Regions from separate parts of the Gossypium hirsutum genome. Here region 1 is linked to region 2. Evidence: chromatin contacts called from public Hi-C data. All regions are on one chromosome and are shown on one strand. The core of a region is the stretch at or near the end of the contact, and the rest is flanking DNA. Distances in the headings are between cores, read along the strand shown.

The links. Hi-C and Micro-C count contacts between places; a contact is called where the count stands out from the background.
Region 1: a contact with region 2 is called in a Hi-C map of leaf, with 2.5 times the contacts expected there. The contact joins the promoter of LOC107896619 here to the enhancer-like site in region 2. A contact is called at or near these places in 13 of 34 Hi-C or Micro-C datasets (anther, callus, hypocotyl and 3 more).

What each region holds. Positions count from the first base shown.
Region 1 is chrA11:25,380,282-25,386,921 of Gossypium_hirsutum_v2.1, reverse strand. LOC107896619 (V-type proton ATPase subunit c2) reads right to left here and starts at 1,545. Exons shown (of 3, transcript XM_041081465.1): 1 at 1,291-1,545; 2 at 917-1,202; 3 at 1-412. The coding sequence starts at 1,369. The coding sequence ends at 280.
Region 2 is chrA11:25,290,414-25,297,967 of Gossypium_hirsutum_v2.1, reverse strand. No RefSeq gene overlaps it. Among protein-coding and RNA genes, the nearest start is that of LOC107911389, 18 kb to the left of the region's middle. Within about 2 kb of position 4,652, at least 7 of the 9 cell types and tissues checked have an H3K27ac peak or open chromatin away from gene starts, as enhancers often do. A contact at or near this core is called in leaf, where this site is marked.

The sequences.
Region 1 (6,640 bases), core at 296-2,795, 92 kb before region 2:
AGAAAAACCAGTTTTAAACTAAATGGTGTTTACATTATGTTGAACTTGCATATTACAACACTAGATCTGAAAAAAAAAATGTAATGTAAAATAAGAATTTATTTCAAACGGAATCCGTCTTCTAATCATACAAACAGCAGAGAACCATTGAAAAGAAAATTCATGAATGAGATCAAAAGAACAACTTGACAAATGTTTCATACTGCACTAGCGGCAAGAATTGGAGAAACAACCAAGTGAAGCCTACTAGCAATGACCCAAGTTTCGGAACTTTGCACTCTATTCTGCTCGGGATTGACCAGCCCGGGAAGAGAGAATGATACCGACAATGAGTCCATAGAGAGCCAAAGCCTCAGCAAAAATGAGAATAAGAATCATTCCAACAAAAAGCTTTGGTTGTTGGGCATTGGCTCTGCAAATAAATGCACATAAAATATAAATTCAAACAGGCCATATTCTAACAAATGCAAAAGAATTATCGTGGTAAATTGAATGCAATTCATAACCAAACAGCAAGCAGATTATGAGGTTCATTCGTCGAAATATCATATCCTACTTCTTTCTTTTTTTTTTTTTTTTACTACCCCCTTCCTTTTTTCTCAATGCTTGATTGAATCAAAATGACCAATACTTTGTATAACCAGTGATATTCCAACTAGAACAGTTGGCGGATACATATTTATCAGGCAACCGTATGTTCAGAGTGCATCAGTTATAAGCGAAATCTTAAAACAAAATCCCATTCTAGAAGACTAATTTGATCTAATTATGGATTTTACTATCCCCTGAGTTAAATTACTTTAACTACTATTATCAGTAAGAAAAATCTACAAACACGACAACAAAGAACGAAATCTGAATTCAATTTATATCGTGCTGAAAATGAAGATAAATAAAATAAATAAGATAACAGTACCTAACTCCAGCATCGCCGACGATTCCAATGGCCATACCGGCAGAGAGACCGGCGAGGCCACAAGCGAGACCAGAGGAAAGATGAGCATAGCCATCGAACAGGTAGTAAGATTTGGCCTTTGGGTTAATCCCAGTGCTGATAATAACCGCAATAATCAACCCATAAATACCTAAAACTCCAGCCATAACAACGGGCACGATCGATTTCATCACCAGCTCCGGCCTCATCACTCCCATCGATGCCACCCCGACACCGCTCTTCGCCGTCCCGTACGCAGCACCCATACCTGTAAAACAAAAAGAAAACCCAATTAGAAAGGATCAGCACCGATCAAAAATCGATTCTTCTGGGAGGAGTTAGGGTTAGCATCTTACAGGAGAAAACGAGGGCAGCAGCGGCTCCGAGGAAGCCGAAGAAAGGAGCAGTTTCATCACCGCTAAATGTGGACGCCATTTTACTAGGCTTTAAAAAAAAATTGTTGAGACGAGGATTTGAAGGGAGTTTGGGGAAACCTTGATCGCTGGATTTCGTGAGTGATGAAATGAAAGGAAGAGACAAGAGAGATAATGAATTGAAGAAGGAACTTGGAAATTACTGAGTGGATCCCACGTGAACGTGATCGAGCCTTCGCCATACAATTGGCAGTTTTTGGCATTACGTAAAACGTGTGCTTCATTTGGGACAAATTTTGTTGGAGACATGTTTTGGGCTCATGTGTTATGCTGTAATATTGGATTGGGGGTCTTTAATTGGACACTAATAATTAGGGCTAGGAATCTTTGATAGCCCAAAATCACAAGTGCCTCTCGAAAATATATATAGGTTACCCAATTTTTCTTTCGGTTAAAATATGCTTTAGCTCCCTGTACTCTTCATTCATTTGGAATTTAGTCCTCCTGCTTTTATTTCAAGGAACTTAGTCACTCTATTGTTAAATTTCTTCTGTTAAATTCAGGTTCATTACAATATATTTTTCTTGTTGAATGTCTATCAAGTGAGTATTTTTTTTCCAAAATGTCGAACCAATGAATTTGATAGAAAAAAGTTTAATGAGGTTAACCATTGGATCAAATTTTGAAATTTTAAAAAAGAAAAAAACGGTAAAACTAAATTCTAAATCTCCAAAAAGAATATAGGGACTCATAGCATATTTTAACCATTTCTCTCTTTTTTTTTTCTTTTTTATTATGTGTGAGGGCTTTTAATTCTTCTTATAGAATTAAAAAATGTAGAATTTTTTAACTTCACAATTGAAATTAGAAATTGCCGCATGTACCAAACACATGTTAGTCTTGAAACTCTTCTCGCGGAGATTAAAATCATCTCCAGTAACAATGTGGCAAATAATTTTACAAGCAATAATTTCCAACAAAAGAATGAATAAGATCGAAAGACTCATGCAATGCAATGCAATGCAAGTTGATTAACAAAAAAAAGGGAACTAAACTTTGATTTCTCCCAACAACCTTGAAACTTATTGGATTAGAGTCAAAGGTGCACGAATGCTTAACATCTAATGCATTGTGATTAAGGTTTGGATAAAAAGAAAGATGATTATCTTACATCATTGATGTATTTCGTAAAGCTTGTAGATCACTAAAGAAAGATCGACTTTAGCATTCTCAGTTTCATTAATCGTACTTACTGAACAAAAATGGTATGATGAAGATGGGAATGATTTTACTTTGAGGTAAAAATGTAAATGGGTTTCTACCACAAGTCACGGTAAGCAGAGGCGAAGCCAGAAAAATTTTTTAAGGGAGCCGGATAAAATTTTAATTTTTTATAGTTTATATTTTTTATAATTTTTAAAAGATTAAATCAAATTTTTATAATTTTAGGGGAGTTAAAGTACAATTTTACCTTTACTAATTTAAAATTTTAAAAAAATTCCAAAGACCTAAAATGCAATTTTACATTTTAGGGAGGCCCGGGACCCATGCCAGCCTCCCCTGGCTTCGCCCCTGACAGTAAGAGCCACACACGTTCGCTTTGGAAAGAGTCATAATATGATGGATCAATGGTGAAATAATTATATATGGTGAGTGATGTAGAGAAAAACTTCCCATGTGTAAAAGATTTTAGGGTAAACTATATAAAAGGTTAAGCAACTATATTCACGTTTTTATTTTGGTTACTCAATTTAATAAAAAAATTAATTTAAGCATTAATGTTTGAATTTGTCCCTATTTTAATCATTTGTTGTTAATTTGATAACGAAAAGCCTTTTTTGTAACTAAGATAATAACACATCTGATCCTTATTACTTATATATTCTATCAATTTTATCTTGATTTTAAATAATTCAATAAATTTAACCCTTCATATTTGCAAATTCTATCAAATTGATCCTCAAACTTCCTAACTAAAACTTTTAGCTTTTAAAACAAAAGTATTTCAAATTCATAAATTTATAAAACTCAAAAAAGAAAAAAAAATCTCTCAACTAACGAGTTATTTATAACCCTTTGATTGATAGAAAATTGGCTAAAGAAAAAAGCAAAAACCTTAAAAAAACGACACGTTAGATTTACTCTTGTTATTTTGCTTCAAGGTACATAAAATTAGTCCTCAAAGTCAATGTTAAAAAATATAACTTTGAAAAACTTAATTGTTCAATCAATAATTATATAAGAACAAATATGAACATTTAGTTTTTCATAAGAAAAAAAATGTAAAAAAATTAATTGAATTTTCTTTTTTTACATTCATAATATATTTTTTTAATTTTATAAACCGATTAATAGACTATTATGTGTTCTATTTATTTTTAATTAATTGTTTTTAATTTTTAAACCCACAATAAGCAATATGTGTCAGTAATAATATGATTTAGTTTCAAATCATTGACCAAAATAATAAAAAAATAAAATTATGCCAGTCAGAATAAAAAATTATTTCTTTACAAATATTAAATTATCTATATATTTTTATTATATATTATATTTTTAAAATTTATATTTTCTATTAATTTTAATGCTGTTTAGTTAATTTATAACTCTTAACTTCCTGAAAATATAAACAAAAAGGGCTATTATCAAATTGTAGAATTTCAACCATATATAAAACAATTAATAGATGTAGAATGCCTTTGTTTTAAAAGCTTAGGAAGTATGATGACCAAATTGATAAAATTTGTAAATGTGAAGGGTTAAATTTATTGAATTATTTATAATTAGGATTAAACTGATAAAATATATAAGTATTGATAACTAAATGAGTTATTATACCAGCTAGAAAAAGACTTTTCTTTATCAATTTAACCGTGGGCGATCAAAATAGGAACGAATTCAAATGTTAATACCTAAATTAAATTTTTTAATCTATTTTTTTTTAAATTGAATGACTAAAACAGGAACACAAATATAATTAAATGACCATTTATATAGTTTATCCAAAATTTTATTGTACCATCCACTAGTTCTTTTTATCTTATAGTGAATGTCATATATAATATATAGAAGAGAAGATCAATGGACGAAAGCATTCATGAAATGTCATCACAATATGTTGATCAGGCATAGTCATAATTGGTTATTTGCTTTGCCTTTAATTTCATTGAGGATGGCTCCTTTAATTATAGAACTAGCTTTAAATATCGGAAAAACTTCTAATTTCTAATATTTCTTCATTTTTGACATTTCATTTTTTACGCTTAAATTTACATGCAAATTTATTAAACATTCGTTGCATATGTAACTTAAAGAATTTGTTGAAATTTAAATAAAATTTGTTTCTATTAATCACTTTTAAAAAATTGATTAAATTAGTCACTTTATCATTAAATGTATTCATATGAAAATTTTTGGGGTGACCAAAGTAAGAACTGCCCCTTATCTAGAGTGATTGATGGGTAATTTACTTTAATTTTATAGTGACTAACATAAAAATACACCATTAGTATTCTGTTGCTATTTAACGGTGGAGTGATCAATTTAATTAATTTCTATTTTGAGGTGACCAAATTAACCAAAAATAATAATTTGAGTGGTCAAAATAGGAATGAATCAATAATATTTGCGAAAAATCTTTCACTTATGTTGATGCTGAAAAAAGATCACTACTAACACACAAACTAAGAACGAGTCAAGTATTATAATTTTATAGGGATAAAACTCTACATGAATTTTAATTTAATGTGAAACTTGATACATGAACTTTAATTTGGTGCAAATATATACAAGAAATGTTGATTATGATTCAAATGTATACATAAAACTTTAATTTTGATTCAATCATACACATTTAAATAAATAAATACATCAATTTAATTTTTTGTTGGACAAAAATAATTATTTGTGTATGCAATATATAAACATAAAATAGTACTATATCAATAATTATGTTTTTTTTTCGAGAATTGAATAAAAAAAGTTGCACAAAATCAAAGTTCATGTATAAAAGTACACATTATACCAAAGTTCATATATAATTTTAAGATTTATCTCTAATTTTATATATAGAAGAATGTTAAGGGTACTATTCAACAAAATTTAAGCAAGTATATCATCATTTAATCCAATTTGGGTATTTTTTTATGGCTTAAAGGTGTAAAAATCTCTCAAACTTTAAAAAAAAATTAAGCCCTTATTTTTTTTGATGCATTTTGACAATTAAAATATTCAATTGAGTGAAAAAAAGACTTAATTATTTTTTTAAAAGTTTAAAAATTCTTTACACCATTAAATCTTGTTCTTTTTTTTTTTTTAAATTTTTCAATGAATTTCGATTGTTTGATTTAATTAAGATATTCATGTGTCCATTTACAAACTATAAAGATTAGTTTTTTCAAAATTTATAATTATTCTTTTTAAATAATATTATTTTCAAAATTCAAACCTAATTTTTCTTTTAAAATTTAGAATATATATTACTATTGGCTTGAACATTTATTGATTAAATTATCTCTTACAAGTGATGTTATTAGTATTTATTTTTCATTTGTATATGTTAAGGTGTCTTTCCAAACGTTTACTAAAAAATAAAATAAAGGGAAAAAGTTGACGCAAAAAGGAATGGCACCTTTTTGACAAAGGAAAACGTTGGGTGATGGAAGCCAATTTTGTAGTAGATTTCTAGAACCAAAGATGAGTTTTGTATGTGCCATATACAAGCAAAACAGAGATCTAACACGTCAATTCATACTCGATGTTAAATTGGACCCCCCATTTGTAGCCCCGGAAAGCTCTCAGCTGATCATCAACCACGAGGCACTGAACGACTCGGCGAAGCCCAAATCCTATTGCAATCTACCACCTATTCAAGGACCCCCCCTCCCCGGCTCACCTCTGGCTGGCCATCATTCCCCTATTCTTTCCCAATCAATGGCCCATTTTCTCTCCATGGTATTCATGCCCCTCTTTAAGAGTCTTATGTGAAACGCCATCTGTACATCGTTTCTTTCCTAAAAGCCCGGCTGTTTTTTCTTTAAAATTGTTCCGCATCCAACAATTATATTCCCCTTCAATTAAATTTAAAATCGAGTTAGATTAGATCTCTAAATGAGGAACTCTTACAATGCTATGTTTTTTTTATTCACACAACTCAATCTTGAAAACTTGTTTAAGAAATATCAAACTCTTTATCATTGGATTCAATAGAAGTCGGATAAAACTAATTGTTGAGTTGTAGTTAATTGAAACTCAAAAAAGACTATTGATGAAAATCTAAGCTTGATATTGCTTTTATGCTTCGCTTGGTTACTAGTGTTCTAACATGAAAAAA
Region 2 (7,554 bases), core at 3,403-5,902:
TAAACTGTACATTGCGCGATAAAGCTTAGTGGTACTTCCATGATTCAAGACAATACAATATTAACATTAACATGTTAAGAATGTAAACAAACATAACATAATTCCAACCATTCATGTCCTATGTCCAAGTTTAGGCATTAATTTATTTAACCAATTTCATATAACATATCGTTGTCGTGGTTTATAACCACCTAACACATTCATTTTCATTTCATTTCATATTATTCTTTCTCGAATCTATTAATTCATTTCGTTATTAATATGTCAAATTTATCTCCGAGTACTTAATGAGCTTATTTTCAAGTATTTTACAAGTCTTTTTAATGTTTTTTTATAAATTCTTAGATTTTAGTGTTAATGATAACTTTCTTATATTTTACCTCTTTCTAGACCCAAATTGGCAAGACAATGCCATTGAGAGTATAATGATTGATTTGAGCTTGTGTAAAGAGATGATTAAGGTCAAATATCAATGAGGACCTCAACTATTGTGAGGGTTGCAACATTGATGCATGTGTGTCGCGACACTAACCCTCCATCAACTTAAGGAAGTGAACTTCAACGAAAGCCCAACTTGAAGCAACTTGTCATTGAAGTCGCAAAACTAAGCATGTGGTGTTGCAACATCAAGATTCAAAGTCACAACTACAAGCCCTCGAGCTCATAAATTCAAGAAAATTGTTGAAATGAAGAAACCTAATGACCATTGTTGTCGAGGTCACAACACCAATAAGGCTATGTCTCAACACCAAGTGCTCCTAAGTCAAGCTCGTGCCCGTTATCATGGATGTCATGATATCAAAGCCTAGTTGTCGCGACATTGAAGTTTGATGGCTAAAAAACTGTAGGGTCAATTTTGTGTTTAAATAAGCTTAAATCACTTTTCATTTTAAGGACATATTTGTCAATGTTAGGTTAAATACATTTTGCCTATAAATACCACCTTATATAAACTATTTTGGGTGGAAGGCTAGTATAGAAAATTGGGTTAGACATTGGATAAGTTTTACTCTTATTTTCTTAGTTTAGGGTTTCATTTTTCTTTTCTTTTCTTTTCTCTTCTTTTTCTTTTCTTTTGTTGTAACATTTTTGTTTCTTCAATTTTGCTGGAACCTTATGGATGGAGATGGATTAAACTTGCACGTTTCATCAGATTTTTATCTATTAATGAACACTTTCTTAACCATTATCTTTTATGTTTTATGCTTACCATGTGTTTGTTAAAATGCTTGTGTGGAATTTAAGTTCAATCATGTGTTGAATCATTTTATTGGTTGATTGATGAGTGACTTACTTAACTAAGTTATTATCTATGTCATGATTAGTTGTTTGTTCAAGTTTATTAAATTGGATATTATATTAGAATTGACACCTGTAGTGGAATATTTAGATAGGCAAGACAGAGAGGGGACTCTATCGTGTAGGAATTTGATGCATTTGTGTCGAATAGTGAGACCGAGAGAATAGCTTAGGTGGTATTTTTTAGTTTAGGGTAAAATCAAAAGAGATTCCTTGCTAAGAGTGGCAAACAATATAATTATCATAGGTTTATTAGCTTAGTTAGTAATTTATGAATCATTCGACCATCATTTCAATCCATTTGCATTGTTTCTAGTACAAAGGAAGAAAGTTAGTTTGGTATTTTTATTTGTTAATTTAGATATATCTTAAATCTTATTTTATTTTGTTGCACTAATAATTTCTGACTCAACTAGATTAGTAATTGCTTAAATCATAATTAATTTGATAAAAACATTTACCAATTTGACAATCTCTTAGTTTCAAAGTACTTCAAAGGATTCCATTGTAACACTATAAATATTAAAATTGACATGTCACACATACAATAAAAGCTGCTTTTCTTTTTTTTGATATTTTGTGCTAATTCTTTGCTTGGCGTTCGTACATCATGACACAATCAGTTACCATATCGATCCTTAAGGCTCATTTAAACCGGTTCACATAATCTTTGGCATGATGTTTATAATCCCTATTAACTGAATACAGACTTAAGGTAGATACATGAATATCCAACCATCACACTAATCCAGCATACAGTGCTTCATCTGAACATTCGAAGTAAATATTGTGCTCTATGCCTCATCGATATATCGAAGTAATAATGCGCTCTGTGCCTAATCGGTGAAACTGAAGTATAAACTCATACACAAATCTAATCCTATGACATGCCAACTATATCCGACTTTACCCGAACAGTTAATAGGGTAGCCAATGTTTCAATTGTATATTATAAATCGATTCGCATATCATGATCTCATACCATTTCATCATAAATTCACATCACATAACATTTATCAATTCATATCATGCTCGTTTCTACCGTATTCAACTTGATCCAATTATCGACAATTGATATCAACATGTATAAATTGAGTCAGGAAGCAATAATACGCTTACTTTTTTAACTGATAATTATAATTATAATTATCACAATTTTTTCTATATTTTATGCTTAAAGTTCCATCCAAGTAATAACTCTACCTTACAATTAGCACAAATTTTTAACTAATAATTCTAAATTAAATTATAATTATTTTTAAAATTCATTTAATAGTATGATGGAAAATAAAAGATATTCTCGTTTTTTTTCAAATCCTTGCTTTTATATGTATTATCGGTTAAGTTATTTTTTAGAAAATAAATTCTTATGAGTAACTTAATCTTTGTATAAAAATGAACTTGAATAACGTGAAATATCATTATATATATAATATAATTTTAATTTTTAAAAAATATTTAGATATTATAATTTTTAATATTATTAAACATAAATATTTATATTTAATCATATAATAAATTATTAATATAATTTATCATTTTAATAAAATTATTTACCATTACAATTTCATATCATAAATAATAAATTTTAAAATTGAAGTAATATTATTAATATTTTATTGAAAAATCGTATTAATAATTTAATAAAAATATATTACAATTTATAAATTTAGTAAAAATATTTTATAGTATAAAATATGAATATTTTAATAATATAAATATGAGCATTTGTTTAAATCATGTTTAATTTCATTTATCCTTCTAGCTCCAATATGCCACTAACCACTCTTAGATAAAATGTGTGTGTGTCACGGGGTTAGACATTTCGTCTCGCAATCCATGCGGCCTTAGACAATTTGTTTGCTTCAAATGTGCTTAAGTCAGTCTAACTCTCGCAAAGTGAGAATTCTCACAAAATTTCTCTAAGACACCGAATTATAAAGGAAGCAAGCTTAAACCGAAAGAGCAACGAAGAACAAAAAAGCCAAAGGAAAATAGCACACCAAGTGTTTGAATAAATGGTTTCAAATATATTCAAACTATGAATGAAGTGATTCCAAATGAAGGGGGAGACTTTTATTTATAGTTGAACTCCCCCAGATCCAACGGTACAAATCAATTTACATCAACGGCTAAGATTAGTTCACATCTACAATTATAGAGTCCTAAGCGATTTAAACTCTATACAATCTTATCCATTTAGAATTTACACTATTTACCTTGGTAACTCTAGTTTTATTAGAGTGTTTCACTAGATCATCAAGGTTTCAAGTAGATGGGCTTCTTCACGGGTTTCACAAATAGGGACAATTCATATGGGTCAAATGAACCTCATTTAATAAGTTGACTTCTATGGGGTGTTTTGTGCACAATAATCACGAGTTTTGATCCGCAGCCCATGACATGTGTGTGTAACTAGTTACAAATAAAATTTTAATTAGATATTGATTATTATTAAGTTTATATAAAATCATTGTAACAAATATAATTTATGTTATGTTTATTTCATTGAAAATAAGTTTCAAAAAATAATTTCAATAAAAAATTTCAAACTAACAAAAGATACTTTACACATCCAAACATTAAAAAATATCATATTTTTCAAAAATCCTTTTACCAAGTCATTGAAACAATCACAATCTTAATTACAACAAATTTTTGTTGTTGATTTACAAAAAATAAGAATATGTACAAACAAAGTCAAAATATGTCAAATAATGAACAAGTTGTGGTTTAAAATGTGACCACAATAAATACCACAACTTACTCCTTAGCCTGATTCGTAGCACTTTTATCCAATTATGCTGTCTGGGCAGGTGCCCAAACGCATCCTTAATATTTGGTTTTTTGTACCACTTTAATTTGAATAAAATTAAAATTTTAATGGTTCATTTGCTAAATAATCATAAGAACAACACAATAGGTGGTCCAACTTTATTTAAATATCTTTTTTATCATTGAATTATAAAAGTTATAAAATAATTATTTAATTAATTATGTTTACTTCTTTTTTTTATTGTCAAAATTTGTTAATTATTGTGTACTTTATGATGAAAAGATAATATGACAGTTCTAAAATTGATATATTAATTTAACCCTTAATATTTATACATAGTATCAATTTAATTATTATTTTAAAATATTTACCCTTAATCTTTAATATTTACCCTTAATCTTAATTTAATCTCGATTCAAAAAAATTATAACTTTTTTGTTCTATTCATTTTTTTTTTGATAGAAAGACCAGGCAGTTTATTAAATAGAAGATGAAAAAAGCAAAATGGAGGCCCAATATACCATTAAGCCCAATCCTAATACTTTAAAAAAATAAATTCGGCCCACACTAAAGTAATAGTGAATACCAGCACTTAATGTTTAACTTAATGGAAAAGAAAAGCATTAAATGAAAAAACAAGAGATAAATGAAAAAGTAAAAAAGTAAACCTAAAAATCTGCCTTCATCAGATCAAACGGCTGGCTTCCATTATTTTCCTTGACTTGTCGTTTCAATCACCATTCCGTCTTGTCAATACTAGTTTCAACAGATAAACTTTACCTACTATCTCCTTCTTGAAATTATTTCCTTCTTATTCTTCTTCAATCTGGATTCCGTGGCCGCCTTCTCTCCGAAACCACATGATGGCTATTCAACTCTTCTCTCGTCAGGTAAAAATTTTCTCCACTTTCAAGAGCGTCCTTTGCTAATCTGTGTGCTTGCGAGTTCCTTGATCTGTGTATGTGTTGAAAGATAATTTCTTGAAAACAAGATTTCTTATTTTGAATGTCTCTGATGATAGCCCCAATTACTGATTTATCATTTAAGCTCGGTCGACATTTTTTGATTACTGTTCTGGAATCTCCCATCAGCTTGATCGATTGAACTTCTAATGCTATCCCTAACTTCACTCCTCCTAAACATGCATATGCTTCTGCTGCAAATGGGGATGAGACACTGTTGTGAACAATCGTTTTGAGTACCAGTAATTCCCCCCTCAGATCCCGAGCCACCAGACCTGTTGCTGATCTGTTGTTTCTGCTGTCAAACGCTGCATCAAAGAAGATCGTGACTCTCGGTATGTCCTCCTGGAATTTGTGATTTCTTCTCATTGTACTGGTATTCGTCATTGCTCGTACTCCTTCATATTCTGCCATGTGCCCCTGTATATTTTGTGCTAAAATTCTTCCTGTTGTCTTTTCCCTTTCATGCACAAACTTATTTCTGGAGAACCATATTAACCATAAGGCGTAACAAAAAAGTCGGCTTTGATCATCAGTTCCTCCCTTGAATACCCAGGTTAGCCACTCCCACAGATTTTGACTTCTGTTATTCATAACCCATGCTAAATGAATAAACTGCCAAACTGCCAAACTTCTATTGTTGTAGGACAATCTCGGAAGATATGGAGACTATTTTCTGTCCAAGAACAGCATCGGGGACATCTATCATTTGTTGCAACTCTTCTATACCTAAGATTAGCTAGATTAGGAATGAAATCCCAGGAAATTCGCCAGATAGTGATTGCAATTTTTGGGGATAGTTTTAGGCTCCATAATTTTCTGTAAAATTCCTTAGTTTCAGACCCCAGATTAGCATCTTGTAATAGTTTATAGGCGCTGCATACTGAATATTTACCGGATAATTCCCCCTTCCAAACTTGAGTATCCTCGTGCTCCGTCTCTGCAAGCGGGATTTGTATCATGGAGTAGCCACTTCGCAAGCTAAACTTTTCAAAATATCCCATGCATCATTTCTATCTTGCGCATATTTAGATCCATAGAATCCAGTAAATCTCCAATTAGTTCCTTTTTCCTTATCTTCAACTATCACATCAATGTGTCTTTTAGAAAAACTTTGAAGTGTTATATTAAAATCAGCCCTCCATGCTAAACACAATCCTCCTCTCGTTTCTTCTGGATTAACTTCAATACTATTTATAAATCCACTTCTTCTATGAACTCGTTCCATCTGTTTTGTGTTAACTTTTGTCTCCTTAAAGAAGACAATATGGGGATTATGAATCTTCAGCAAATGCCGAAGTCTTTTAACTGTCCGTGGAATTGGGATGTTCGGATGTTCCAGCTTATAATTTTCATTGCGCCCGGTCGGCTTGCCTCTTGGCTGCTGCCGATGATAAAGGATTAACTTCTCCCAATCTTCTATTCCTTGTCAGCACATTACCACACTATATTTCTGGTTGCATCTTCCATCTCTCCCCTGTTCCTTTTATTCCCCATCAAATCATGCTCCATAACCATTCGCATCTGATTGCACTAAGTTTTGTCCTTCCGTTGAGCTAGCGACTGACTTCCCACTTCTATGTTAAAAATCCCAAAATTGGGTCAACGACTTTTCCACCCCTTTCTTTTCTAACCCGTTCATCGAGAGTGCCCTTTTAGTTTCTGACCGTAATGATAAATCCCAGCTCATTTCAGCTACTTCCACCCCTAACATCATTTTAGTTTCACAGAAAGAGTTGCTATGTCCCAAACGTCCACAAAAGAAACAAAAAGGAGACGGATGTTCACATGATCTGCTTCTTCCTTTTTAGCGGCTTTCTAACATCAATCTGCACCCTTACCCTCATATAATTACGATTTTCTTTTCTAAGGTTTGACCCATCATATTCCAAGAAAACCCCTATAAAATTATCCAACTGTACAGCTAAATTTTCACAAAAAAACCCTATTGGGATATCATGAATTTGAACCCTAAAAGGAGTAAAAATTAATGATACTTGTAATGGATCCTCGCCCCTCTTCAGTTTAGACAGTATCATTTTTAACTTCTTTTCTCCATGTTTTAGAATTAATAAATTATCAAATAAAAACAAAACATGACCCTGTCAATTTTGTAAAAATTATGGTTTCATGAATTAAAGCACATAAAACCTGCATCACACTAATTAACTGTATATTTATTCTAACTCAGAACACAACCACCACGACCCCAAGTATTACACGTTAATGTCTTCATAGTTGATTAAATCAACGCTAGGCAACAATAAAATTCTATGTTTTAGTTTTTCTTTTTTTACTCAATATTTCAACAATTATTTTGTGCCTTTTAAATCAGATAAAGTCAAAAACAAACCCCATTAAGGAAAGGATTTAATTGAACCCAACTCAAAGGAAACGTCTTAATCAGGTATCCAACAAAGTATCCCCAATCACGTTTCTCCAAATGAGTGCAGTCAACCAATTATGATCAATCTCATCTCCCTGCCCATGCCCAAAATATTTCTTTTATATATATTA